2 separate regions of the Pan troglodytes genome follow, and region 2 is linked to region 1. The links are chromatin contacts, called in public HiChIP or PLAC-seq maps. All regions are on one chromosome and are shown on one strand. The core of a region is the stretch at or near the end of the contact, and the rest is flanking DNA. Distances in the headings are between cores, read along the strand shown. Region 1 holds the start of RBL2 (RB transcriptional corepressor like 2). Region 2 holds the start of AKTIP (AKT interacting protein).

What was found. HiChIP or PLAC-seq counts read pairs in DNA pulled down with a chosen protein or histone mark.
Region 2: a contact with region 1 is called in an H3K4me3 HiChIP or PLAC-seq map of stem cell-derived excitatory neurons, with 2.2 times the contacts expected there. The contact joins the promoter of AKTIP here to the promoter of RBL2 in region 1. A contact is called at or near these places in 1 of 7 Hi-C or Micro-C datasets (stem cell-derived neural progenitor cells) and 1 of 1 datasets of contacts at active chromatin or transcription factors (stem cell-derived excitatory neurons).

The regions. Positions count from the first base shown.
Region 1 is chr18:51,387,836-51,392,708 of NHGRI_mPanTro3-v2.0_pri, reverse strand. RBL2 (RB transcriptional corepressor like 2) reads right to left here and starts at 1,267. Exons shown (of 23, transcript XM_016929834.4): 1 at 889-1,267. The coding sequence starts at 1,128.
Region 2 is chr18:51,457,910-51,462,840 of NHGRI_mPanTro3-v2.0_pri, reverse strand. It overlaps AKTIP (AKT interacting protein), which reads left to right and starts at 1,419. Exons shown (of 10, transcript XM_009430800.5): 1 at 1,419-1,440.

The DNA of each region.
Region 1 (4,873 bases), core at 18-2,517:
TTAATTATAAAACGACTTGAGAAATCAAATGGCCTCAGGTTTAAATGCCACACACACAGCTGATAAACAATCCGTACTTCCGTGTCACTTCCCATTGGTCCATGAAGGGGAGGTGCATACAAAGCTGACACTCACTGGCTAGAATGGCCATTTTTCTCATCTGCAAGCCCTGTCCGAAGGCTGCGACCTAACACACCCGGATCGCAACAACAACAGGAGTCCTGTGCAATGCCCGGGGTGACCAAAAAGCCCTCGAGGTAGCCACAGTCCTGATCCTAGTGACAAATGGGGGCATGTGTCTATATCCGGGTCGGCGGAGGGCTCATTTCATCTGGCCTGGGGGGAAATGAGTATTAATTTGTTTACACAGACGTAAACACAGCCCAAAACGCATCAGCGCGTTGACTCAAACGCCCGCAACGCCTGGGCAAAGGCAATTTGGTTAACAGGGAAGCGAACAGACGGAGACGCCTGGAGACCCAGGTGCCACAACCCGGTTAATCGCGGTGCAAATAAGGGCAAGTCCCCTCCCCTTTTCCGTGTGGTCTTGACAACGACACTAGTTCATTCTACTAACAAGGCGGGCGGGGGGTCAGATGGGCCACACACACCCATTTTCCTCAACGGGACCCCAGCGCGATCTCAGCCTCGCTGTGCTACTTTAGGGCAAGACGCGTTCCCCATTCGGAAGCCGCAGGGAAGCGCGGCGAGAGCGGGTTAGCCCTCGGAGCGGCTAAGAGCCTCGGAAGAGCGCAGAGGGAGTCCCCACCCCTCTCGGAGCTGGGAGCCCGCAACCCGCCCGAGGGTCTCTCGAGGCGCGCGACGCGGCTCGGAAGGCACCGGTTCACGCTAACTAGGCCGGAAGCGCCCCTCCGCCCGCGAGCGCACCTCCAGCGTGTAGCTTTCGCTCATGCTGCGGTAGCTGTCCCAGGCCTCGGCCCTCGCCGCCTCGTCCATGTTGAGGCGGCTGCACAGCTCGTCGAACCGCTGCTGGATCTGAGGGGTGGGCGACTCGGCAGGCGGCGCGGCGTCTTCCGCCTCGCCGTCGTCCTCCTCCTCCTCATCCGAGGCTGCCGCCGCCGGAGGGGGAGGCGGGGGCGGTGGCGACTGGTCACCTCCCGACGGCATAGCGCACCCCTGGGCAGCCGGACCTCAGGTGAGGTGAGGGCCCGGGCCCGCAGCCATTCAAACGGCGAAGCGCCCGCCCGTCCGCCGCCCGCACCGCGCCTGCGCCGCCGCAAATGACGCTGACCTCCTGCAGGCACCCGTAGTCTTGAGCACGGCCTGCTGGGAAACGTAGTCCAGGCCGGCGGTTCAAGGGGGCCAAAAATCATGTTTAAAAAAATTAGCTCCCCTAGTTTCACCAGGGGTGAAATAAAAGCACCTTCCCCGCATTTTAAGCACGTACCTCCCCATCGTGAGAACATTCAACAGGGCTGTACTGACGAGAAAATGTCCAAAAGACACTGACGTGTGAAGGTTTCGTATCCAGGCTGTTCCCAGAAGTAAAACTTCCTCATCGCCTGGATATCCTTATCTAAAAAATAAGGATAATAGCAAGGGCCTGTCTGTGTACGTTCACGAAACTGCCTTTGCAAAAATCCTAACAGTGAGAAAGTTATGACAGTGCAAGGGATCTGACCTAAATGACTCCACGCTTCTCACTTCCGAGGTGCCCTTGTTCATTCCTGGGCGAAGACCGAACTAACTACAGGAGGAATTTAATTTCTAGTTTCACTTTGAAACAAAGATTGTAACAGCCCTTTCCAAAAACAAACCCCATTCTTGCCTGGGGATCAGTCTGCCTTTGTAGAACTAACAAATTAGCCACAAGATTAGAAATTATGATTTAGGAGTCTTGCAGCCAGAGGCTACAAGATTCCTGACCTCCCCAATTGCTCTCAGGGATAACATCACTATTGTAAAACCTAAGATTGGTGCTGGAGATACTTTTCAGACCGCGCATTCCGATGCACGAGCTGGCGCCACTCAGACCATAATCTGGCTCAACAAGTTCTGCAATCCCACTCAGTAACAGAAGACAGCAAGAGCCCACTTCAACCCCCTATGATTTCACCTCCCACCTGACAAATTAGCATTCGCCAATCCCTGGCCCCCTACCCGCCAAGTCATTCTTTAAAAACCCCAGTCTCCGAATTTTCTGGTAGGCTGATTTGAATAACCAAACTCCTGTCTGCCGTTCAGCTGCCTCTGCGTGAATTAAACTTTTTTTTTTTTTTTTTTTTTTGAGACAGAGTCTGGCTCTGTTGCCCAGGCTGGAGCGTAGTGGCACGATCTCGGCTCACTGCAACCTCCGCCTCCTGGGTTCAAGCGATTCTCCTGCCTCAGCCTCCTGAGTATCTGGGATTACAGGTGTGCGCCACCGCACCCAGCTAATTTTTGTATTTTCAGTACAGGCAGGGTTTCACCATGTTGGCCAGGCTGGTCTCGAACTCCTGACCTCAAGTGATCCACCCACCTCGGCCTCCCAAAGTTCTGGGATTACAGGCGTGAGCCACCGTGCCCGGCCAATTCATTTTATTTCCAATTCTCCTTTCTTTATTTTAATTTTTAAAATTGCCAATCCTTGATTTATAAATGGGCTTGATATAAAACATTTTCCAGATTGAGAAACAATCTGAGGATTGAGCAATTTGAGGATTCAGAAGGCATTACTGTTTTGCTATTTTTGTTTTGCTTGGTGGGGTATGTAATCTGACAGAGGGAAAAGTGCTGGGACAAAAGTAGGGGCTTATGGAAGGTATAATGACAGGCGGGAGGACAGGAAATGGAACTCTGAAGATAGGAGAAAATCAGGTAGACAGGTAACAGGATATTTCAGGAACAATTTTGAGACAATGAAACCCTCTTAAGAAAACCTTAGTAAAATTCACAGTAATCAGCAATGCTTTTGGAGTTGGCTAAGTGATGAGTCTCAAGGTGACTATGGGGCAAGAACAGAAGTTGAACACAAATGGTTTAGAAGTATCTTAAGTATATAGGCTGGGCGTTGTGGATCACACCTGTAAACCCAGCACTTTGGGAGGCCAAGGTGGGAGGACTGCTTGAGTACAGGAGTTCGAGACCAGCCTGGGCGACATGGTGAAACCCTGTCTCTACAAAAAATAGAAAAATTAACCCAGAGTGGTGGTACACGCCTGTAGTCCTAGCTACTTGGGAGACTGAGGTGGGAGGAACGCCTAAGCCTGGGGAGTCTGCAGTGAACTGTGACCATGCCACTACAGCTTGGGCAACAGAGTGAGACCCTGTCTCAAAAAAATAATAATAATAATAAATAATTTGGTAAGGCGCGGTGGCTCATGCCTGTAATCCCTACACTTTGGGAGGCCAAGGCGGGCAGATCACTTAAGGTTAGGAGTTTAAGACCAGCCTGGCAAACATTGTGAAACCCCATTTCTACTAAAAATACAAAAAAATTAGCCAGGAGTGGTGGCTGGTGCCAGTAATCTCAGCTACTCAGGAGGCTGAGGCAGGAGAATTGCTGGAACCCAGGAGGCAAAGGCTGCAGTTAGCTGGGATCATGCCACTGCACTCCAGCCTGGGCGACAGAGCAACTCCATCTCAATAAATAAATAAATTAATAAATAATAAGTGTATTAAAATCTTAGTATTTTACCTGTATATACACTGGGAATATTGATTTTAAAATAATGATATTTCTTCCTTTGGAAATCATTATCAACACTTTACTATGTCAAAGCAAATAAAGAGGCCATGAGCCTGATATCATCTGTCTCTGTAGCTGGAGCTTATATGTAAGCAAACCAGAATTCAGTGTAAACAGTAAGACAACAGTAAAACAAAACATAAGCTTAACCAATCAGAAACCTCCAACTAGCCTCTAATTAGGGATTTTCCTTTTTTTTTTTTTTTTTTTTTTTTGGTGGCAGAGTCTTGCCTTGTCACGCAGGCTGGAGTGCAATGATGCAATCTCGGCTTACTGCAACCTCTGCCTCCCAGGTTCAAGCGATTCTCCTGCCTCAGCCTCCAGAGTGGCTGGGATTACAGGAGCCAACCACCACACCAGCTAATTTTTGTATTTTTAGTAGAGACGGGGTTTAAGCACATTGGCCAGGCTGGTCTTGAACTCCTGACCTCAAATGATCCAACCACCTCGGCCTTCCAAAGTGCTGGGATTACAGGCATGAGCCACCGGGCCCAGCCCTCACACCCAAATAAGGCAAACACCTAGCTGTAGCCAATCAAGTAACTGTTTTACTTTTCTATTAAAGCTTACTGCTCACCTGCAGGGTGAAGCGCTCTGAATATCTTCTTGTTTTAAGTGCTGCCCAATTCATGAATTGTTGTTTGCTTAAACTGTTAACTTGTCCAAAGTTTTTCTTTTAGCAACTAAGAGAAAAACTTAAATTGTTTTAACAATTAAAGTTTAACTTCAAACTGTTTAACTTAAACAAACGATGTGAAATTATCTTTACTATTTTTAGTAAAAGTTAATGTAATTTAAATAATTATTGCAATGTAAGCAAAATTGGTGGCAATAAACTATCAAATATGTATTTTATTAAAATATCCTTTGCTTGTTAATACCCATGTTTTCAAAGCCTTTTGGGATGGGGGTGGGGTGGGATGGAGGTGTGAGTGTTACCTGAAAGGGGTCCCGATCCAGACCCCAAGAGAGGGTTCTTGGATCTCATGTAAGAAAGAATTCAGGGCGAGTCCACAGTGCAAAGCAAAAGAAAGTTTATTAAGAAAGTAAAGTGATGAGAGAACAGTTACTCCATAGAGAGTAGGACGTTCCCGAAAGTAGGAGGAGGAATGCATCCACCCTAGGTACAATACTTGTTTATAACTAGGATTTAAAAAGATCATGAGGAGATGTGCTCTGCTACAA
Region 2 (4,931 bases), core at 170-2,669, 70 kb before region 1:
CTAAGTATAAGAAGCATGGCACCAGCATCTTCTGGTGAGGACCTCAGGAAGCTTCCATTCATGGCAGAGGGAGAGGCCAGCAGGAATCATTTGGCAAGAGAGAAAGCAGGGGTCAGGGGAGGAGAAGGTGACAGGCTTTTTTTTAACAATCAATTCTCTCGGGAACTAATAGAACTCACTCACTACTGCCAAGAACTCACTCCTGCCAGGACAGCACCTAGCCTTTCATGAGGGATCAGCCTCCATGACCCAAATACTCCCACCAGGCCCCACTTTCAACATTGGGGGTCACATTTCAACATGAGGTTTGGAAGGGTCAAACCATATCCAAACTATATCATCCCGTCTTAAACATCTCTGGAACTCATTCAATTCTCCATCTCTACCTTCAAATTCATGCGATTCTCTGTTGCCTGAACTACTGCCATGGTTTCTCAACTGCCCCGTGACCCTTGTGCCCCTACAATCTGTTTTCCACACAAAGTGATGTTTTCAAAATACAAATCTGATCATGGCTCTCCTCTGCCTAAAGTCCAGGCAGAGATCTAGGGAATATCTCAGCCCAAGTCGATCATGGCGGACTCCTTCCACTTGCCGTTGACTGGGTTTCGTTGTGGCCAGAGACTTACTTCTGGCCATTGAAACCTGCAGGCATTTCTTCTGCAGAGCTTCTGGGAAAGGTATTCATGTATTTCAAAAGGGACCACTGGAAGAAAGGGATACTTTTAATTCTGTGAGATCCTGGGCGTGCCGCGGCCATCTTGCTACCAGCCTGAAAGTGCAATTCCAGGGACTACAAGGAAAGCAGAGCCTGAAGACCAGGGCACCACCTCTGGAGACAATCCTCCCATGGGAGAGAAATCCCCTTGCTAAGTAAGCCGGTTTGAGTTGGCTTTCCTGCCATGTGCAGTCTGATGCTGGTGTGCGTCTGAGTCATCCGGTGCCAAGTACGCAGTTGATGACATGCATTGGAAGCTCAGTGGATAGATGTGAGCTGGAGAAATACCTATGTGGGTCCTCGGTGAAAACTGAAGGTTGGGGAAAGGAGGAAAGCAGAAAAAAAGCTTTGCAGAGGATAATGAGCTTCAAAGAAGATTGGGAGGAAATGGGCCACAGAGGTGCCAAAGGAGACCACCTGTGGCCTGAAAAAAGGATTTCCTGCTTGCCTGCCTTTCTGTATTAAGACTCGTATTAAAAGGCATGATAACATTCCTAAATGTGTCCTAAGGGGACAAAAGGAAGTGGCTCAGAAGTGTTTTCAGCTGGGGGAGGAAGCTGGGTTTCAGAACGAACCCTTGGGATTAACATCAAGAGAATTTGGCTTCCTGCCCTTTAATAAGTCACTTACCAGAATCTCAGAGGCAACCAAAAATGGACCAAACAACCCGGCCAGAGAATGTGGCTTCTGAGTGTAAGACACTGAGGCGGTGTCACAGACAGGTCAGTGCCTCTGGTGTCTAGAAAAGGGGCAGGGGCTTGCGGGGAGAGGGCTGTCGCGCAAGTGTGGAAGTGGAGTGCCGAGATTGGAGGGACTAACCACGGGGAGGCACCGTTGGTAAGAACAGGCCTGGAAAGCCGCTGGCAGCAGTCACAGAATTAGGCCAGAGAGAGACCTCCATGGGAAAGCAGACGGGAGGTCCAAATGAGAGCGTGTGAATTTAAAAAAAAAAAAAAAAAAAAAAAGACCAGGAACTATGTTGCTATGGGAGAGGTTCTCCAACTTCAGTGTGCGCCAGAATCAGCAGCGAACTGTGACAGATGTGGATTCCTGGTCCTCAGCCTCCCCCCTCCCCCCAGCCCCCGGCCCCCACTCGGATGCTGCAGGTCGGGGCCGACACACACAGATTTACAAAGCTCCTCTGGCTGCTCTAGTGCCCAGGGCCGACTTGGAGCTGAGCTCCCTTCAGCTCCAGCCTTCAGCTCCTGCACTGATGGACAGAACGGGCGTTTCTTGATGCCACGCCAAGTGTCCTTCTGACCCCTGGTACCCTGTGGGCGCGACGTGGCGGCCTCGGGCCTCGCAGCGCCGCCCAACGCAGTAGGACCCTGCGATGGGAGCCACGGGGCAGTCGCGCGGCCCGGCCCTCCCCAAAAGCTTGGCTCGCAGACGCTAGCATATGCCCCAGCCCCTGCGCATGGCGGTTGCGCTGTGGCCTGTGCGAATAAACCTCCGGGAAGGTCTCCGTGGTGACTGGCAGACGCCCTGGCCAATTGTGACCCGGTGCTTGTTTGTCTCTGCCCCATCCCTCCCCGGGGGGCCGATACTTCCATGACTGACAGGCCGTCCCAGGCGCTGTTACGTAAGGGGAGGGTCAAGTGCAGTCCCACCCAAACCGGGGTGATTTGATTTGCAGGACCGAGTGTGGTCTTCCCAACGCCCCCGGAAGAACGTCTTTGACGGGCAGGTGTGAGAGCCAGTTGGCGCCGGGAGGCAAGGCGGAAGCCTCGGGCCCCAGGATCGTGCAGCAGGGGGCGGAGCCCGCTGCCGAGGGCAGGGCAGGGCAGGGTGGGGCGGGGCGGGGATCAAGCAGGGGCAGGGCTGGCGCTGCGGCCGGAGATGCTGTCGGGCCGTGGCGGCGCTTGGCAGCCAGGAGCTCTGCATTGAAGGTACTGGGGTGAGGCTTACTGCCCGGCAGGCTGGTGGGTACGCGAGGGCTGAGGTGTCTGTAAATCTGGTCGCCAGCCTCCACGGGCCCGGCATTTGTCCATCTTTCTAGGCGCTCGCGACTCGGCGACGGCGGCCGCAGTGGGACACGGAGGCGGGGCCGGGCACCTGTGCGCGTTTGCAGGCACCTGCTGCGCTGGCCGCCTCGCAGCCCGGGACCGCTGCTGGGGACTGCGGCTCGAGCTGGGCCGGCCCGGCCCGAGGGAGAGAGGGGGGCCCAGCTGGCTCGCCCCGGCCCGTGCCCGCCCTCCCCGGCCGGGTCCCGACCCCGAGCTCTGGTTAAGGGGGCGTCGCCGGGCCCCAGAGCCCCCCCACTGGAGGGGCCCGCGGCTCCCGGGCCAGCATCGAGCTAGCTGCGAGGCCAGGCCAGGGCCCCCGCCTTGCATCACCTCGAGACAGGTTTGTCCAGATTCCCTGAGTGCTCAGAGACGGGTTTCCGCCCGCGGTGAGGGTGCCGGTCCGAGGCCGCCGCGGGTCCCGGCTGTCCCCAGCGAGCCTGGCCCGGGCCGTTTTCATCTTTTTTTTCTGGCCCCTGCTCTGTCTCCTCTTAACGTGTAATTTCTTAAGTCCGATTCGGGGTGATGTGAGTGTGCTGTGGCATGTAGAGTAACAGCAGCACTCATGTTTTAGCCTAGTTTTAGCTCTGCCACGCACTGTCATTCGCGCAGGCTGAAGACCCAGACTTCTCAGCTGGGTGATGTAAAGGAATGCAGCCGTGGCCAAACAGGCAGAAATTCTAAAATTGTTTCCAAGTGACAAGGATGTAACATGTCTTGCTTCCATCTATGTCATTCCTCTCAGAACATGTATGCTGTGCTTGTCCTAGACTAGACCCTGAAAAGTGTGCTATAGTTTCTCGTGATTATGTTGCTGCTGGAAACATTGGATTAAAAGATCCATAGCAAAGTTAGGCAGCAGAAGACAATACCTCCTGCTTAATGACAGGCAGAACTGGGGACAAAATTTACTGGATTCTTAAAGAGAATCCTAACGCGTTAGACCTTTAAGAGACTTTACAGGTTTGCACCAACCCATTAAATGTATGTGGTGGAGCACACCACTGTGTCCCAAGGGATCCGGTCCCGTGTTAGGTGTGTCCTAGAGGACACTGGGGTGCTGCACATTACTGCTAGATCTGAAAATCAGTGTCTTCATTTGAGCCAAAGGGGAACATGCCCCCGCACATTTTTGATATCTCAAGTATATTCAGTGTGTCATACTCACTTTTAAAGGCAGATTTGCGGAGAACTGTTGTTACTTATTGCATGTTATCCATGCTAGTAGAAGAGCCAGGATCTTCATTCCTCTGATTTAATTACTGGGTGGCATTTTCTCTTGGAAAACAAAACAGCAGTAATAGGCACTGGCAAGGTATGGATGACCTGGGTTGGGTACGTCCCTGGATGTCACAAGCTCGTCAGAGAAGACAAATTATTGCTGATTGGGGACATTTAGTACATGGTTTGCTCATGATCTGTTTAAGAAATTAGGAAAACGTTGCTTAGTTTTGACCCTTTTCACCTTCAGCCATTTGATTGGTGCAAGTAGGAATTCAGAGAAGGAGCTCTGCTTTAAAGGTAACAGAGCCTGGGGGTAAACTTCCCAGGGCAGGGAAGTTGCTGTTCTTACAGCTGGGCTTGGCTGCTTTTCCTTTGCTTCTTTGTATTTTTAGTAAATGACCCACTGACTTTATGACCTTTGAGACATGCTTTCTTATCCACGACTTGAAGCTTCGGCTGGAAGATCTGTACTTGTGAAATGTCTCTCTTGCGTGCCTCTGTTGCATTTGTCTGGATTGCTTGGCAGTTCCTTAAGTACATGATCCTGCAGTTTCTATATGTTTCGAAGTTGTAGAAGGCAGTTTATTGGGGGATGGTACTGACAGGACTCAGGTAACTACTTTTGTCGTCTTAGTGACATACTTGTGCTGTGCCTTCCTGTTTTCTCTTATTTCTTTGGCTAATACTTTGCTGGAGGAATCATTTTGTACTCAAGTGAGTTGAGGCAGCGCTTAAATCAGCCTCCTTGTATCTATTGTTTGTTCCCATAACCCTGGGAACAGTGATACAACTTATGTGTATGTGGGTACAGTGCATTCTGAGTCTGGCTTTCCTGTTAGTTAAATGCCGAGATGTGCTAGTAACAACTGTTGTCCTTATCTTCTGAATTTCTGGCACCAAAGCTCATCTGTGTCACTGAGTAATCTGAATCCTGGCCAAGGGACCTGGTGCACAGATTCTTATAGACATCTAAGTGTGAAAGAAAT